2 separate regions of the Mus musculus genome follow, and region 1 is linked to region 2. The links are chromatin contacts, called in public HiChIP or PLAC-seq maps. All regions are on one chromosome and are shown on one strand. The core of a region is the stretch at or near the end of the contact, and the rest is flanking DNA. Distances in the headings are between cores, read along the strand shown. Region 1 holds the start of Fbxw4 (F-box and WD-40 domain protein 4). Region 2 overlaps Fbxw4 (F-box and WD-40 domain protein 4).

The links. HiChIP or PLAC-seq counts read pairs in DNA pulled down with a chosen protein or histone mark.
Region 1: an H3K27ac HiChIP or PLAC-seq map of neural progenitor cells shows a contact between it and region 2, with 2.3 times the contacts expected there. The contact joins the promoter of Fbxw4 here to the enhancer-like site in region 2. A contact is called at or near these places in 1 of 39 promoter capture datasets (macrophages), 3 of 15 datasets of contacts at CTCF or cohesin (CD8 T cells, the G1E-ER4 cell line and the NIH/3T3 cell line), 6 of 484 Hi-C or Micro-C datasets (CD8 T cells, the G1E-ER4 cell line, embryonic stem cells and 2 more), 7 of 115 datasets of contacts at active chromatin or transcription factors (the HPC-7 cell line, embryonic fibroblasts, embryonic stem cells and 2 more) and 3 of 9 other capture datasets (adipose tissue, liver and pancreatic islet).

What each region holds. Positions count from the first base shown.
Region 1 is chr19:45,657,129-45,664,761 of GRCm38.p6, forward strand. It overlaps Fbxw4 (F-box and WD-40 domain protein 4), which reads right to left and starts at 3,065. Exons shown (of 9, transcript NM_013907.2): 1 at 2,648-3,065. The coding sequence starts at 2,901.
Region 2 is chr19:45,613,654-45,621,244 of GRCm38.p6, forward strand. All of the region lies in intron 5 of Fbxw4 (F-box and WD-40 domain protein 4), which reads right to left. Among named protein-coding and RNA genes, the nearest start is that of Fbxw4, 43 kb to the right of the region's middle. Within about 2 kb of position 1,893, at least 53 of the 459 cell types and tissues checked have an H3K27ac peak or open chromatin away from gene starts, as enhancers often do. A contact at or near this core is called in the G1E-ER4 cell line and neural progenitor cells, where this site is marked.

The sequences.
Region 1 (7,633 bases), core at 1,815-4,314, 45 kb after region 2:
ACCCTTGCTCTTTATCAACTGCCACGGCAGCACAACTCCTCTGGAAGGACAATGCTTCATGCTAGGACACACATATCTAATAACGGGAAAGCAGAACAAATACCATTTGGCAGACTCTAAGTACTTTATACTATAAATTCATTTTCATTTTATCAGTCTCGATTTCTCGCTTTTAGAATATCAGAAAGGAAAACAAAAATAAACATCGACTCTTTCATTCTCTACTGTAAGGAGCAACAGAAAGCCAAACTTTGCTTTGGTTGGCTTGAATCCCAGGCATTTTAGCCAACTTCTATTATAGTTCAATATTCCTTCAATGAGTTACTCTGTCCAAGCACATGATCCGTCTAAAAGAAAAAAGCCTTTCTGAAACCCAGTACTATAGACAGTGAATATATGCCGTTAAGAACATAAAGAGAAGAAAAGCACATAAAATGTTTACAAGTAAACTTTACTACAGACTACTAGAGAGGCAAACATATAATTCTGGTTCTTTTCCCTTTGGGTTAAAAAAGTTATTCAGATAAAAAAAGCGGGGGGGGGGAATACTCATATTTACAGGTGATAAGACTACATACACATAAAATGCAAAGGAATCATTATCAACAAATTATATTAGAATAGAATACTTTAAACAAGACAATCATGTTGAAAACTTACTAAAGGATGACACATTAGAAAGCATGCAGAAAAAGTGCCTTTCTAATAAACATAGAGCACACAGGAACAAATCAGTAATAAATAAAAAATGGTATGTTAGAACTTTATAGTGAAAACCACAAAAATCCTTAAAAAGGCATAGAATGGTTTTGGTCATGAACTGCAAGCTGAACAATGATGCTGACATTTTAACACAGCAAGTATAATCTAACCCTAGCAGATATCACACTCTATCAAGGAGCAACATGCTTAAAATATTATGGAAATGAGAAGATAAGCCAGGAGAAAAATGTGAGAGTTCAGATATAAAGTGAATATACAAATGTATGTGTGTATTCAACATACAGCAATGTAAGCGTTCTAAAACAAAATGGGGGGGGGGGGGGAATTGCTTAGCCAAAGGTGTAGCAATAACTGAGCAACCATTTAGAGAAAAATATAATAAGAGAATTTCACTCCTTACACCAAAACAAGTGCTACTGACATTGAAATGCCATTAAAAAAAAAAAAAAGTTAACAAAAAACTAGTTGGCAATCAAATTTGTCAGGCTTGTGGAAAGATTATAAATTTCTCAGGTAAAGGGGGGAGGAGCAGATTCTAATGAAACATAAAATTCTAATAACAATAAAATTAAAAATTGACTGGAAAATGTACCTCTATCATCAAAGATGACAGACAAGAGTCAAACATTTATGACCCAGAAAAATTCCAAATTTATAACAAAAACACCAAGACCCCAGAGACAAGGAGTAGGAAGAAACAGTCTCACAGGTGAAACAGACACATGGCAAAATATTTATCCTGGCTAGCGCAGAGCGATACAAAATAACAGAGCTTTGGCTACTATCACTCACCCACTAAAGATGTGGTTTAATTCTCTCATCAAACCGGCTCACTCATTCTTTGCTGGTATACTGTGACCTCTGCCCATCAAAACCTTTAATCCAATAGTGGCTACCTTGAAATTTTTATTCTAAGGAGTTAATTCAAGACAAATTATGTCATGGCGTATGACATACCTCCAAATCTATTACATCATTCATTAAGCATTCATTCTGTTAGGATGGGGAAGTGGGGTGGGGGGTGGGGGGTAGTAGGGTTAGGGGGTGTGCAACTGAAAAACTTTTAAAATGGAAATAGGAGTGCATCAAATGATCATTTCTTACGGTTTTTTAAAACTTTATTATATTCGCATATGTTACAACAAAGCAAGAGCAGGGTGCAGTCTGAAAGCGTTTATCCTGACCAGTTCTGTGACTGTCATACACGCTCTCCCCTTCCTGTTTAACAGCCTGAGTGTTTTAGGAATGGTTTGCATCCACGGGTCTCAGATATTACTAGGTCAAACTGCCTATCTTGGATACCGCCTACCCCAAATCCAACTTGATGCCTCACACAGACATCTTTTGTGGGTCCTTCCACCTGAATTAAGTCCTAAAATAGGTTGACAATGGAACTGAAAGGTTTTTTTGTTTGTTTTTGTTTTTGTTTTTTTAAGGTTCTGAGCCCTTTTCTGCACATTTAATTTGATCTGAGCCCTGAAACCTAACAACCTTTGAGAGGGTGGGCAGGACGAAAGGCCACAAAAACCACGTTGGTGGACCTGGGCCTGGGCCCTAGAACCAGCAGGAGTCACCCTTCAGGTCCTGTCTGTCGCACAGGACACAGGGCAAGGAACCCAGGGAGCCAAACCTTTGGGAATACTCATTTTAGGATGGCTAACTGTGAGTAGCCGCCCACGGGGGAGGGTGCCGACTGAGGAATGCTCTCCGGAAGTTTCCTCGGGTTGGGGAATCTTGAAGAGGGGTGACACCAGTATTCCTCGAGGGTGCTGGGGGAGGGGAGAGGGAGGGGGTGGGGGGCAAGTCTGGGCTTCAGTATTCCGGGTGCCACACGGTCCCGAGCCGACCAGGCCTCGGCGCCCCGCCCTTTCCCAGGACGCTGGCCGGCCCGGGGCGGGGAGCGGGCGGGCGAGCGGGCGCTTACAGGTCGGTGCCGAGCCGCGTGAAGCCGGTGTTGAGCGAGGCCCGGGCTATCGGGCGCCAGAGCAGGTCGCAGCTGGTGAAGCGCCGCAGCCAGCGGCAGACTTGGGCCAGGCGGCCGAGGGCCCGCGTGTCGAGGTAGGAGCAGATGAGCAGCAGCAGCTCCTCCGGCAGGCGCCAGAGCGCGGGCCCCGCGGCCGGACGGGTGGCCGGCTCCACGGCCGCCGCTGCGGCATCCTCCGCCGCGTCCTCCGCCATGGCCGTCCGGGTTCCCGGGATGCCGCCGCACGCCTGAGGTCCCTGCTCCTGTCCTCTCTCCAGGCTGTCGTCCTCCCGCCGCCCGGCCCCGACCCTCCGCTCCTCCTTCCCCGGCTCTGCGCTGCCCTCATCCCGCTTCCCGGAGCTTCTCGGCCTTTCCTCCTCGCCTCCCTCGCCTTCCTGTCCCCGGCCTGCCTCAGCCGCCGGCCCCGCTGCCTTCCTCTCCGGCTGCAGGCCCGGCTTTCCTTCCGCCCCGCTTCCTCTTCCGCCGTGCCCGGTACCTGCTTTCCCCTTCCCTTTCCCTTTCCCTTGCTTTCCCCGCGCGACCCTCGCCTCCTGCAGTTTCCTCGCCTCCCCGCCCTCGCCTTCCCTGGGCCCGCGGTTCCCGGGGGGACCCGAGCGGCCCTGGCTGCTCATGAGCGGCCGCGGGGCCGGCTCGACGCACAGCCGAAGACGCCACCGCCTCCTCGAGAGGAGGCGACACCACGTCGGACCGGGTCACATGGGGCGGCGCGGGCCCAAGCCGAGACCCGCCCCTCACGCCTGTATTTCGGGGTGCGAACCCCAACCTGGTCACTGACATCCCCATCTTCTGGAGCACCAGGAACATCTAGTTGAAGCGTGTGTCTTCAAGACCGGATGGAGAAAGCGAGCTTGATGGCTCTCGTCTGTGATCCCGGCATGAGGCTAAGGCAGGAGGATGGCCATGAGTTCAAGGCCGGCCTGGCCTACAGAGCAAGAGACTGTCCAAATTAAAAAGACAGAGACAGACAGACAGACAGATTGCTGAAAGGTTCACAGAAAACTCCCACCTACGTCACAAGAGGAGCCTGTGGCTTCAGGAACTATCAAAGTTGAGCCTCTGCCCTCAAGGGGCCTTTTGGTCCCATGAGGCTTCCTCTTCCCCAGGTTGATGCCTTCTTTCCACAAGCCACAAACCAGATTCTTAAAAAAATGCAAGCCAGACGTTAGAAAGTTCCATTGCCCTTGGTCTCACGAAGGATGTCAACCAAGGTCCTGTAGGTTGTCCCAGTATGATTCGACAACAATGAGGGAGGTAAAACCAACCTTCTAGATCCTGAGTCCGCAGCTCCCAAACGAAGCAGCACGTGGCCAAGCAGGGGTTTTTTAGTAGCCGTTACATAGGCAGAGCTGAATCTACAAGATTACTAGGGATCCGTTTCCCATACCACCCACTGGATCCACCTGAACCAATCTAAGCTTCAGAAGTACAGATCGATGCTGTCCCATTGGATCTGTGGGGCCACTTTAATCACATGTGGCTTCTTTCTGTGTGTGTGAAAGGCAGGGTCTCCAGGTCTGAGCGTGCTGTAAGCATAAGTGAGGTACACAGCTGATTTTGAAGAGCTAGACAGGAAAAAGAATGTGAGATGTCTTACATAATTCTAAACTACATGTTAATTATTAGTAGTCTGGACATACTGAACTGAATTCAGTATATTTCGTATAATTGTTAGAAATCTTTGTATTCCGTGTTATTTCTCTATTAGACAGCACTTAGGAAGTAAGACTTAGGAGAGCCAGGCGTGGTAGAACATGCTAATAGTCCCAGAGCTGAGGAGCCAGAGGCAGGCAGATCTCAGGCCAGCCAGGGCTACATACTGAGACCCTGTCTCCAAAAGGGGGGAAAAAGGCAAAATAAGTTTCCTTTTCTTGACTCTATATAAGAACCAAGGAGTGGTGGGACACACCTGTAATCCCAGCACTTTAGGAGGCAGTGAAATCACAATTTAAAGGCCAGCCTGGTCTGTCTGTAGTCAGACTGTCTTGAAAACAACCCAAAAATCCATATAAAAATGATTGAAGATTTTTTCTTTTGTATCTATACCTTTTAACATTTTTAAGGACCAGGAATGAGTAAGACGTTGGTTCTGAAAACCACTGGAAACCTAGCACAGAAGGGTTGCAAAAGCATCATGTAACAAGGTCAGACCGGAATCTGGAATTGCCCTAGAATTACTTTTTGATCTTAACAAAACAACAACAAAAACCCCGCCTACCTTGGCCCTTTAGTGTTCTGGGTCTGTAGAGGAGATCAATGCATGCTTTACTTTGGAAGGGTAAATGACATGATCCCTGTAAAATGCTTTGAACTCCTCTAAGAAAATTCTCAGTGATAGTTACAGGTCAAATCCTGTTACAAAAACACACGTGCACACATCCCCTTAGAAAACACAACAAAGGCTTCGTGCAGAAAACAATTTCCAAATTCGAAGGCCATGGTTTAGAAGAGTATTTGGGTATAATAATGGTTGGTATGTAAATGAAATGGCAAAAGGCATATCTTAATACAACCAAAGAGTCTAGCTTGTCACTTTAGAGATCACTATAAATTGGCTTAGTCTCATGTATGATACTGACTGTTAGAAGTCTGTTAAAGTAGAGGCATTGTAAGTTGAAGTGATGGTATCGTTAGGTCAGCAATTATGCATTTGTGTGCTGTGAACCACTCAGACAAGAAGACAAGGATGGATATAATGCGTGGTTTCAGAACCCTATTTAAATTGACATAATTTTAACTTGTAATTCACAGAATAGTTCATCCGTGTTGATTGTACCTACTGTTTACTAAAAGACCTAGAGGCAAAAAAAAAAAAAATTTTTTTTATATATCTAGCCCAGTAAAATGACAGGATTAAAATACACAATTAAATGAACACATCTTACCCATTATACCATATTGCTTTCATTGAGATACAAACTAAACTATCACTTAAAAATATCAGATTGCAGAGGCTGAGGGGACAGCCCTGTCACTGAAGTGTAGACCTGAGTTGATCCTCACCCCTATAATCCCAGCACTACATAGGTAGAGACGAGGATATCTAGGGCTTAATGTCCAGCCACATTTGCAAGCTTTAGATTCAGTGAAGATCATGTCTCAGAAATAGAGACCAAATGAGGAAGGCACCTGACATCGACCTCTGGCCTCTTTACACACACACACACACACACACACACACACACACACACACACACACCTGTGCACACACACATGTACAGGAACATGTGCACACAGACACACAAATCAAGTCGCCAGCCAGCTGTGCTACTACATACCTATAATCACAGTACCCTGGAGGTGGAGGCAGGAGAGCTGGAGAGTTTGAATCCAGCCTGGGTTACCCAGTCAGTAAATAAGTGTTTTGTTTTAATCCTGGGGATTGAACCCAGTGCCTCCCTCACACATGATAAGCAGGTAGTCTGCTACTGTGTTCTATCCAAAGCCCTTAATTAATTAACCAAAATACCATAAAAAAAAAAAAACAAAAAACAGATGAACTGCTTAGGTAGGAATTAGTGCTTTAGGACAGGTGAGGTAGGTGACTGAGTAAAGTGCTTCTGTCTGGTCTTGAACTCAGAGACCTGCCTGCCTCTGCCTCCTGAGTGCTGGGATTAAGAGTTTGGTGCCGGGCTGGTGAGATGGCTCAGTGGGTAAGAGCACCCGACTGCTCTTCCGAAGGTCCAGAGTTCAAATCCCAGCAACCACATGGTGGCTCACAACCATCCGTAACAAGATCTGACTCCCTCTTCTGGAGTGTCTGAAGACAGCTACAATGTACTTACATATAATAAATAACTAAATAAATAAATAAATAAAAATAAATAAATAAAATAAAAAAGAAAGCTGAAAACAAAAAAAAAAAAAAAAAAAAAGAGTTTGGTGCCATCAACGCCCAGCCATAGTCCTCTCAATGACTACATAAGGAATACACTGGGGACTCCCCGCCCCCCCCCCAGATGAGAAAGGAGCCTTGATTGAGTCGTTTCTAAGCATACACAAAGTAGCAAATCCACAAATCTGTTCTCAAGGCTTTGTATTCCAGTGAGAGCCTTACCCATACACACAACAGAAAAGGGATAAAGCATTAAAGCCAGGGTCCTCTCAAATCTCCTTCAATGAGAAAAGACATACCAATATTGTACTTTACTTGTGGCCATGAAGCAGTTCTAGTATTCAAATAAAAGCTGCTTGTGGGCCATGGACGCTGCCTCTAACCTCTCAGTTAGTTAAAATGGTTTTCTGTATTGTGCAGGGCTACCTAAGGCCGTTTCCTTGGAAGTACACATCCTCCCCTCCCCCCACTATCTTCCACTTCTCATTTCTCCCCTAGTTGTTTTTTATTTTTCTCTCTCCCTCCTTCCTTCCCTTTCTCTCTTTCCTAATGCTTTTCATAATCTTTGTGCAACACTTTAAGGAACCTATAGGAACTAGTATGTTCTTGCCTAAAGCTCTCATTATGTTTCCACTTCATTTTCTTCCTTAAACTTAGTAACAGTACCGGCTGATGTAATGGCTCAGTGGATAAAGTTGCCTACCACCTATCTCCAATCCTGATGACCTGAACTGGATCTCAGAGACCTGCATGATACAAGGAAATACTTGACCTGAAAGATTGTCTTCTGACCTCTACACACAAACCTTGTCATATGCATCTATGAACAGGCTCAAATGAACATAAGACACTAATAAATTTAGTATGCATTACACGAACTATTTGTTTATTCGTTTGGTGGTGGTGTTGTGAGTGGCCCATACATGTGTGAAGGTCACAGAACAATTTTGTAGGAACCAGTTCTCTTCTTCTACCATGTAGATCCCAGAGATAGAACCCATCATCCCCTATGCTTGGAGACAGGCACCTTTACCCACTGAGTCATATATGCAAAAGAGGGTCTTTGAGAATAATGCTAACTATGGTTATTTTGA
Region 2 (7,591 bases), core at 643-3,142:
TTCTACGTACGCCTGCAGGAACCCCTCGGCCCACTCCTTCCCTAAGTCACAAGCAGAAGATCTTGTGCATGCTGTGCAAAGAGCGCTTTGTCAGACTGCCATGCTGCATCTTTATAGCACCATTTGGTCCTCAATATAGAAGTCATCATGGCCACGCATAAACACGGGTACAGCTCAGTAGCGGACCGCTCGCTAGACACGTGCAAAGCCATGCTTCAATCCTAACACTCCTCCCCTTACAATTCAAATATAAAATCTCCCAGGAAAACAACTGTTGTGATTATTGTTGTTCCTCTGGCACCAAATTCTTTAGCTTTGGTTGCAGGAGTGAAGAACCTACCCACAGAGCTCCCTCCCTCCCTCCTTTCTTTCTTCTTTTTTTTTTTCCGTCTTTCTTTTTTTTTTGTTTTGTTTTGTTTTGTTGTTATTGTTTTTCTGTGTAGCCCTGGCTGTTCTGGAATTTATTCTATAGACCAGGCTGGCCTCTAACTCACAGACATCCACCTGCCTCTGCCTCCTAAGCACCATACCACAGCCCAGCTCCTCTCTTTCTATTGTCCTAGAGTTGAACCACTAAGCAAGCACCTTCTAGGAGACCCAACCCCCTTAACCTCTACCTTGATCCAAACTCTGCTTTAAACCCAAGGGCAATTCCTGCCTCAGTCCTTCACCCTGACTATAATTATACTTTTAAAAGGAAAAAAATCAGCTCAGGGGATCCCCAGAGAGGTCCACTGAGCACTCTACTTGTTGTGAAGCAACGGACAGTTGTTTTCTCCAGGTGGATATCTCCGTGGATCTGTCCAGTTTGCCTCTCTGCTCACGGCTCCGTCCTCTACCACCTTTGCACTTACAGGCTGGATGTGTTGGTACCCTCTCAGGCAGACCCTGGCAAGCAACACACCCCATGGGGAGTAACAGTTGAGCCTTGGCGCTCAGCCAGGAGCCATGCTGAGGATTCCTGACAGTGTCACTCCTCGGCACGCCATCTATACAGCGGCTCTCTTGCTCCCAGGCTTTTGGCAAGGCAGAAGAAAGGAAGGGAGATTTAAAAAAAAAAGAAAAGAAAAGAAAAGAAAGGAAAGGAAAGGAAAGGAAAAGAAAAGAAAAGAAAAGAAAAGAAAAGAAAAGAAAAGAAAAGAAAAGAAAGGAAAGGAAAGGAAGGGAGAAACAGGCCTTGGAAAGACTAAGGAAAGAGAACAGAGGGACTGAGTACTCTTGGGGGTGCCTATTTCTCAGTGAAAGAAATATCCCCCCAAACAGTGATCCAAACCTCTTCTTGGTGGGCCCCTTTGGGACTTGGTCCCCCCAAAGCCTGGAGGTTTAGCTCTATTCCCTCAACAGGCCTGGCAGAGTGACTGGCATCAGTGCCCAAGACAGTCTGAAGGATGCCAACAGAAGCACAGAGGAGCCACTGTGTTTGGACTCTGGCAGGAAGCCTTCCCAGGGCCACCTCATCTCTGCCTTCTGATCCCTATGAGCAGTGAAGACATAGCTCAGTTCTGAAAACCACGTGCTTCAGAACAAGGCCTCAGGCCTAGGGCTACAACCCCGCTAGCCAGGATGGTAGGTCCCCCCACCTGCTCCCCCCCCCTCCCTGAGGCCCAGATTCTCAGAAGCTTTACCGCCTAGAGGCAGAGCAGCTCAGCTCTAACTGGGCCTCAGGCCTTCCTGAAGTGCTGGACCCGTACCTCCTACATTTGTAACTTCTCTCCCAGCAAGGTACAGAGTCTGCCCTCTCAGCTCCTGACACCCCCCAATGCTTCCCTCTACATCGGAGCTCTATGCCTGGAGGAGATGAGCATTCCAGGAGCACTCCCACCACTCTGCCTCTTTCCTGCCTACACCTACTGGCCCTGCCTAACCACTGCACCAGTCCTGCAGCTGACTGGATCTCTCCCCTTACCATCCTGCCTGCCCTCTGCCTCTCTGACCCTGCCCTGCCTCCTGGGATCTCACAGTCACCAGGAGGGTTCAACTCACTTGAAGCTGGCAGCCTACAGGGTAGAATTGCCTGTCCCCACCCATCTCAAGGAGTGGCTGGGAGGTGCCCGGCAAGGCGGCAAGGCAAGCGTGCTTTGGAGCACCCCAAGGGGCCCTTGTTTTCTAGGCACCCTGCAGTGGTCTGTGACAGACGCAGAGATGGGGGAATCTTTTGCCAGCCAGTGTTGGCATACCACACCACCTTCAAATCTGTCTCTGTCCTCTAGGGCAGAAGACCCTCCAAGAAGAGGCCCTGCAAGACAAAGACCCGAGGCCCCCCAGCCTGGCCTCCCAGACCTACACAGGCCGCATTAAAATCAACACTCCGTGAACACACAAAACTGACAGGGCAGAGGGGGTGCACACATTGGATACAAAGATCAGGCTCTCAAGAGACGCGGCCTGTTGGTCTCCCATGTTAGCTCCAAGTGACTAAGCGCAGGGTGGGAAATAGCTGCAGTGCCAAGGGCTCCCACCTGGGCTCTGAGTGCAGTGAACAGCTTCTACCTGGGAAAAATGCAGGCACTGTGTGCAGACCATTAATGGATGTGCTGTGCACACCGCTCCCTGGATCCCTCACTCTATCCCTCAGCGATTGCACAGGCCTGGAACACAGTGCACATGCCACCTGGTACTTCCCGCAGGCCCCTAGCACTGTGAGCGGTGGGAAGGGGCCTGACAAACACCCTGGCTTCATTGTGCCCCAGAAAGAAGGGACTAATTACTTGCCTAGACTCTGGAGTGCCCAGGGAGAGAACAGAAGCCAGTGGGGTGGAGAGGGTGGGAAATTGGGGGTTGGGGGGAAAAAAGAGAGAGAAAGCCACAGGATATATTTCAAAGTTTCTCTAGCAATTTGGAGGCGGGGCAAGAAAGCCCTGTTCTGACGTGAAATCATACAGAGGTCAGGACTGGGTCTCCCACCCTTGTGAGAAAGTGGTGAATCAGGACGGTTTATCAAACGATCATTTTTTTTCCTTTGAAACTGGGAGGCAGTAGCTTGGACAATTCTGCAGATGTGCTTGATGAGTTAGGGACAAAAATGGCCCTTCTTTGCCCCCCTCCCCTCCCTCTCTAAGGGCTCCCATCGGGGTTGCTTCTCCCTCCACTGCCTCCCGGGCCCTCCCCTCCCTTCTTCAGTGGTCAGCTGAGACCCCCACCCACGGCTTGCTTTTGTACTCTTGGCCTTTGGACACACTGACAGGGGCCTTTATGAGACCCCAATCAAGACCCCCATGTCACAGGTACCTAGTAGAGACACCAGACCTTTTCAAACAAGGGACAACAAGGAAAATCGGCTGGTCCATTGTCTCTTCTCTGTGCTAAGTGAGATGAAAGGGGCCCGCCACCCCCTCCCCATAGCCCGCCTGCCAATCACCTCTAGTTATTAAGGTCACAATGTGTAAATTCTTTTGACCTGCACCTAATCAAAGATGCACCGGCCCTTTCAAATCCGAATGGGGAGGAGGGGAGAGATTCCCTCCCATAAACCCAGCAAACTCCCTCAATAAAATTTCTCTCTGATTCCCTCTTGCCTCCCATCTCCACCCCCTCACTTCTCTTCATTCCGCCCTCCTCAGCACCAGCTTCAAACACAAGTGACAAGCCCTGTGGAATTACTACCCAAGGGGATCCAAAGAGGACTAGAAAGTTCTTATTCAATTCTCTTTAAAGAAAAGGTTTCCTAAGAGACACAGTTGGCCAGTAAGCCCAGGACCTAGGCAGCCCTGTGGCTCCCATGCCAAATCTTTCCGAATGCCAATATGGTCCCTGGCTCTTCCTTGGGTCCGAAACCAGCCTCTCTTTCTCGAATTGGATGCCAGAATAACGTGGAGTCTGAGCCTCACCCATCCCTCATGCCACTGACAAGCGCCAGCTCAGATCTCACTCTTTAGACTGACGGGGAAATCTCATCAACCCAGAATGTACACTGCATTAATAAACAGCACTGTCTGAGCTACTGAGAAACCGACTCTGACTCTAAAAGTGAAGTTGCCCTCTGGCCTGCATTTCAGACCAAAGCATGCTTATCTCAAGACCCCTTGTCTGGGGATGCTTTGACCCAACCAACACTGTGTCAGAGAGGAAACAGCAAAACAACAACAACAACAAAGTAAAAATCGTGTATCTTTGAGCGACAGTTCCAGAGTGGTTACTGCTGTTCATCTCATGACATGAGAATGCCTGCAGTGGGAATAGAAGCCAGAAGCTCAACCCTAGGAAGCGAAGTCTCAACAGAACACTTCAGCTGGCTGCCTCTCTGCAGATGTCCGAGCATCTGATGTTTGTTTCTGCTCTGCTATTTGTTCTTTTACTTGAAAGTCTCACCCAAGAGTTGCATCTCCATCCAGTGCGGTCCCAACCAGGAGCTCCAGCCGCCTGCCTCACCCGGGCTTCACAATCACCTTCTTCTGGACCTCTGACTGATGCTGCCTTGCGATGTATCTGCTGCTACTCTGCATCTATTTTTATTTACAACCACAGGGCAGACGGCAGAGACCGGAACCTGAACCAGAACCAGAACCAGTGGGAACTTGAAAGCAAACTTTCTGCAGTTAGGAAGCGAATGCTGAACTCAACGACTTATGAAAGACAAAACATGGTAACACACACACACACACACACACACACACACACACACACGTCCCACCCCACACATCACTATGGAGGCCCTGCATTTCACCATTATGGTGTCCACCCAACAAGCCAGGCTGGCAGCTGGCTTACGTAAGTTGCACAGAAAGCCCCGCCCTGCACTGTGTGTGTGTGTGTGTTGGGGCGCTCTCCCTTTCCCAGCTCTTAGCTTTCCTGTTTCCTTTTCCATGTTCCTTGTCTGCTGTTTATCTCTGGTCTCCTCTGGTGTAGCTCCATTGCCTTATGTCTACTGCTTCTTCTTAGGCTGAGGCCTTCCACATTTCAACCCTACATCTGAGCTTCTGGCCACCATTCCCAGCCATTTCTGGCCATTGCCACCCGGCTGCCCTTGGACACGGGAACTGGGTCTGCTCAGGTCAGAGCCCCATCACGCTCAGGTTCTCAGGTCTTCACCAGCCTCTCCCTTCCACTCTCTGCAGACGGGACCGACTCTGGACTGCATCCTAGCAGCAAGCCTCACTGCTGTGTGCAGATACCTCTCCACCCCACCACTCTCCACCCCACCTCTCCACCCCACCTCTCCACCCCACCACTTCAATCCACTCAGAACTGTCTCAAGCTCCTTGTTTTCCCTCAGGCTGAAGTTAAATCATCTCTTCAATCCATTCCCAACTTGGCCCTCAAATTCCCCTCCAGGGAGTCAACCTCGAACCCCAGACCTACTTTTGGTCTTCCCCATCCTTTTCTATGCCTTTGCCCACACTCGAACCCTTGCCTGAACGCCCTTCTGTATCGTAAGCAGGGGCACCAGATTAGTCCCACTTCAAACTCCACAGCATCCGTGAAGCACATCTTCAACAAGCCAACCGACTGTTCTCCTCAGTTGCTTGCAGACTACTCCAGCTTCTGGTAACATTCACAGTGATATACATACAGCAGGCCACAGAGCTGTGGGTACACACGCCCCTTAATACTGCTATAACGCCCCTTAATACTGCTATAACGTCTTGAGAGGTAAAAACTGGCTCTTCTCTTAGGCTTCGTACGTGACATGAGACAACCCAGCAAAGCAACGTTCCACTCTTCTAGAAGATGGGCTACCAGAGGATCACATGACAGAGAAAAATGGTTCTGAGTTTATAGTTCTTTATTTCTATTTTTTTTTCTTCTTCATAAAAGGGTCCAAGTGGAGAAAAGAACTGAGAAAAGAACTCACTGAATAAAGTATTTTCTAAACAAACACGAGGACCTGTGTTGTGTAAATTCCAGGCACTGTGGCACATGTGTGACCACAATACCAGGAGGATTGAGACAGGTAGATCCGGGGGCTGCTTGTCACAACTGCTCTGATTCCCAACCAGGTGAAAGGCAAAAGCAATAAAGGAAGACTCCCAGCACTGGCTCCGACCTTCACGCACGCACGCATGCGTGAGCGCTCACACCTACACAGCGTGCTCGCGCTCTCTCTCTCTCTCTCTCTCTCTCTCTCTCTCTCTCTCTCTCTCTCACACACACACACACACACACACACACACACACACACACACACACACACACGTCCCAGGAACAAAGAAAGGCTCTTGGGGAGGGGGATAACAATTTTCTGAAACTGAAATATGATACACAATTCTAAAACTGTGGACAGAGTCCAGGGAGCTGTACATTTAAAGTGAGTATACCTAACTGGGCGTGGTGGTTCACACCTTTAACCCAACACCTGGGCAGCAGAGGCTGGAGACTGTGTGAGTCTGAGGCAGCCAGGCCTACATAGCTAGTTCCAGGACAGTCAGGACCAAATAGAAAGACCCTGACTCCTTAAAGAAACCATCACTGTGGTTTATTATGAACTCTTGAGTGTTCATTCTTCAGCCACCATCTTGTTTGCGACACGGTCTCTCAATAGCCTGAAGCTCACCAACTAGGCCAGACTAGCTGCCAGTTAGCCAGCCCAAGTGGCCCGCCTGCTCCCCCTCCTCCCTGCTGGTGTTCCGAGAATGAGCTACTTAGACCCAGTTCTGCTTCTTCCTTTCCTTAGCCTCCCTCTCTCCCTCCCCGCCCCCTCTTCAAACACGTGTTCTGAAGATCAAACACAGGTCCAAACCAACTGAGCTATATCTTCGGCCCTGTGGCTATTTTAAACATTTTAATCTTGTGTGTGTGTATGCGCACGTGTGTGTGTGTGTGTGTGTGTGTGTGTGTGTGTGTGTGTGTGTTTCTGTGTATGCCATGGCTGGCACACGTATGCCACAGCACGAACGTGGAGGTCAGAGGACAACATATAGAAGAGATTCACAAACACAGGAAACTATTATATCAGCAGAATTCCTACTCTTGGGCCCTAAGCTTATAACCAAACGGAGCCTATTCTGACCTTAGAGAAGGGCTCCACGGCAGACGACTGGCTCCATGGATAGCCAGCGGGAGGGTACAGGGACTGGCACTCAGCAAAGGTAGCAGTGATGACAAGGGCAAGTAGAGGCCCCCTTAGAAAAAGAAATGTGAAATGAAATGGAGCACAAAGAAGCCAAGACGTCTAAAGTGAAATACTAAAGTGAAATCTGCCTGAAACGGCCCGAGGGCCACCTCACTGCAGAAGGACACCTCAATATGACCCTTCCCGAACATAGTCTGCTCCTGAGCCAGCCATAGCCTCACTGGTACCGTTTTTTACCCACTCCCAGTCCTCAGTCCACTTATGGAAGTAAGCTCTATTGGCTCAAGAAACTAACAGCACCTTTCATGAAGATCCCTATTTTGACTGATCTGAGTGTTACAGCTAACAGGTGGAGAAATCGTCTTAAATATATGAGCATTATCATGACAGGGCCACTGGAATGGGTCAGTGCCGTAAGTCAGGCAGGGCTAGAAACTTCCGCTCCACCATCAGGTTACTCTTTAGCCTTGACAGATCAAACCCCAAGCCGAAGCAAGCTACAGAGATCAGTTGTGTCTCCAAGCCAAAGGTCTTCACAGTGAGGGACCAAAGCTGCCCTGCCTGAGCCTCTGCTGGCTGAGC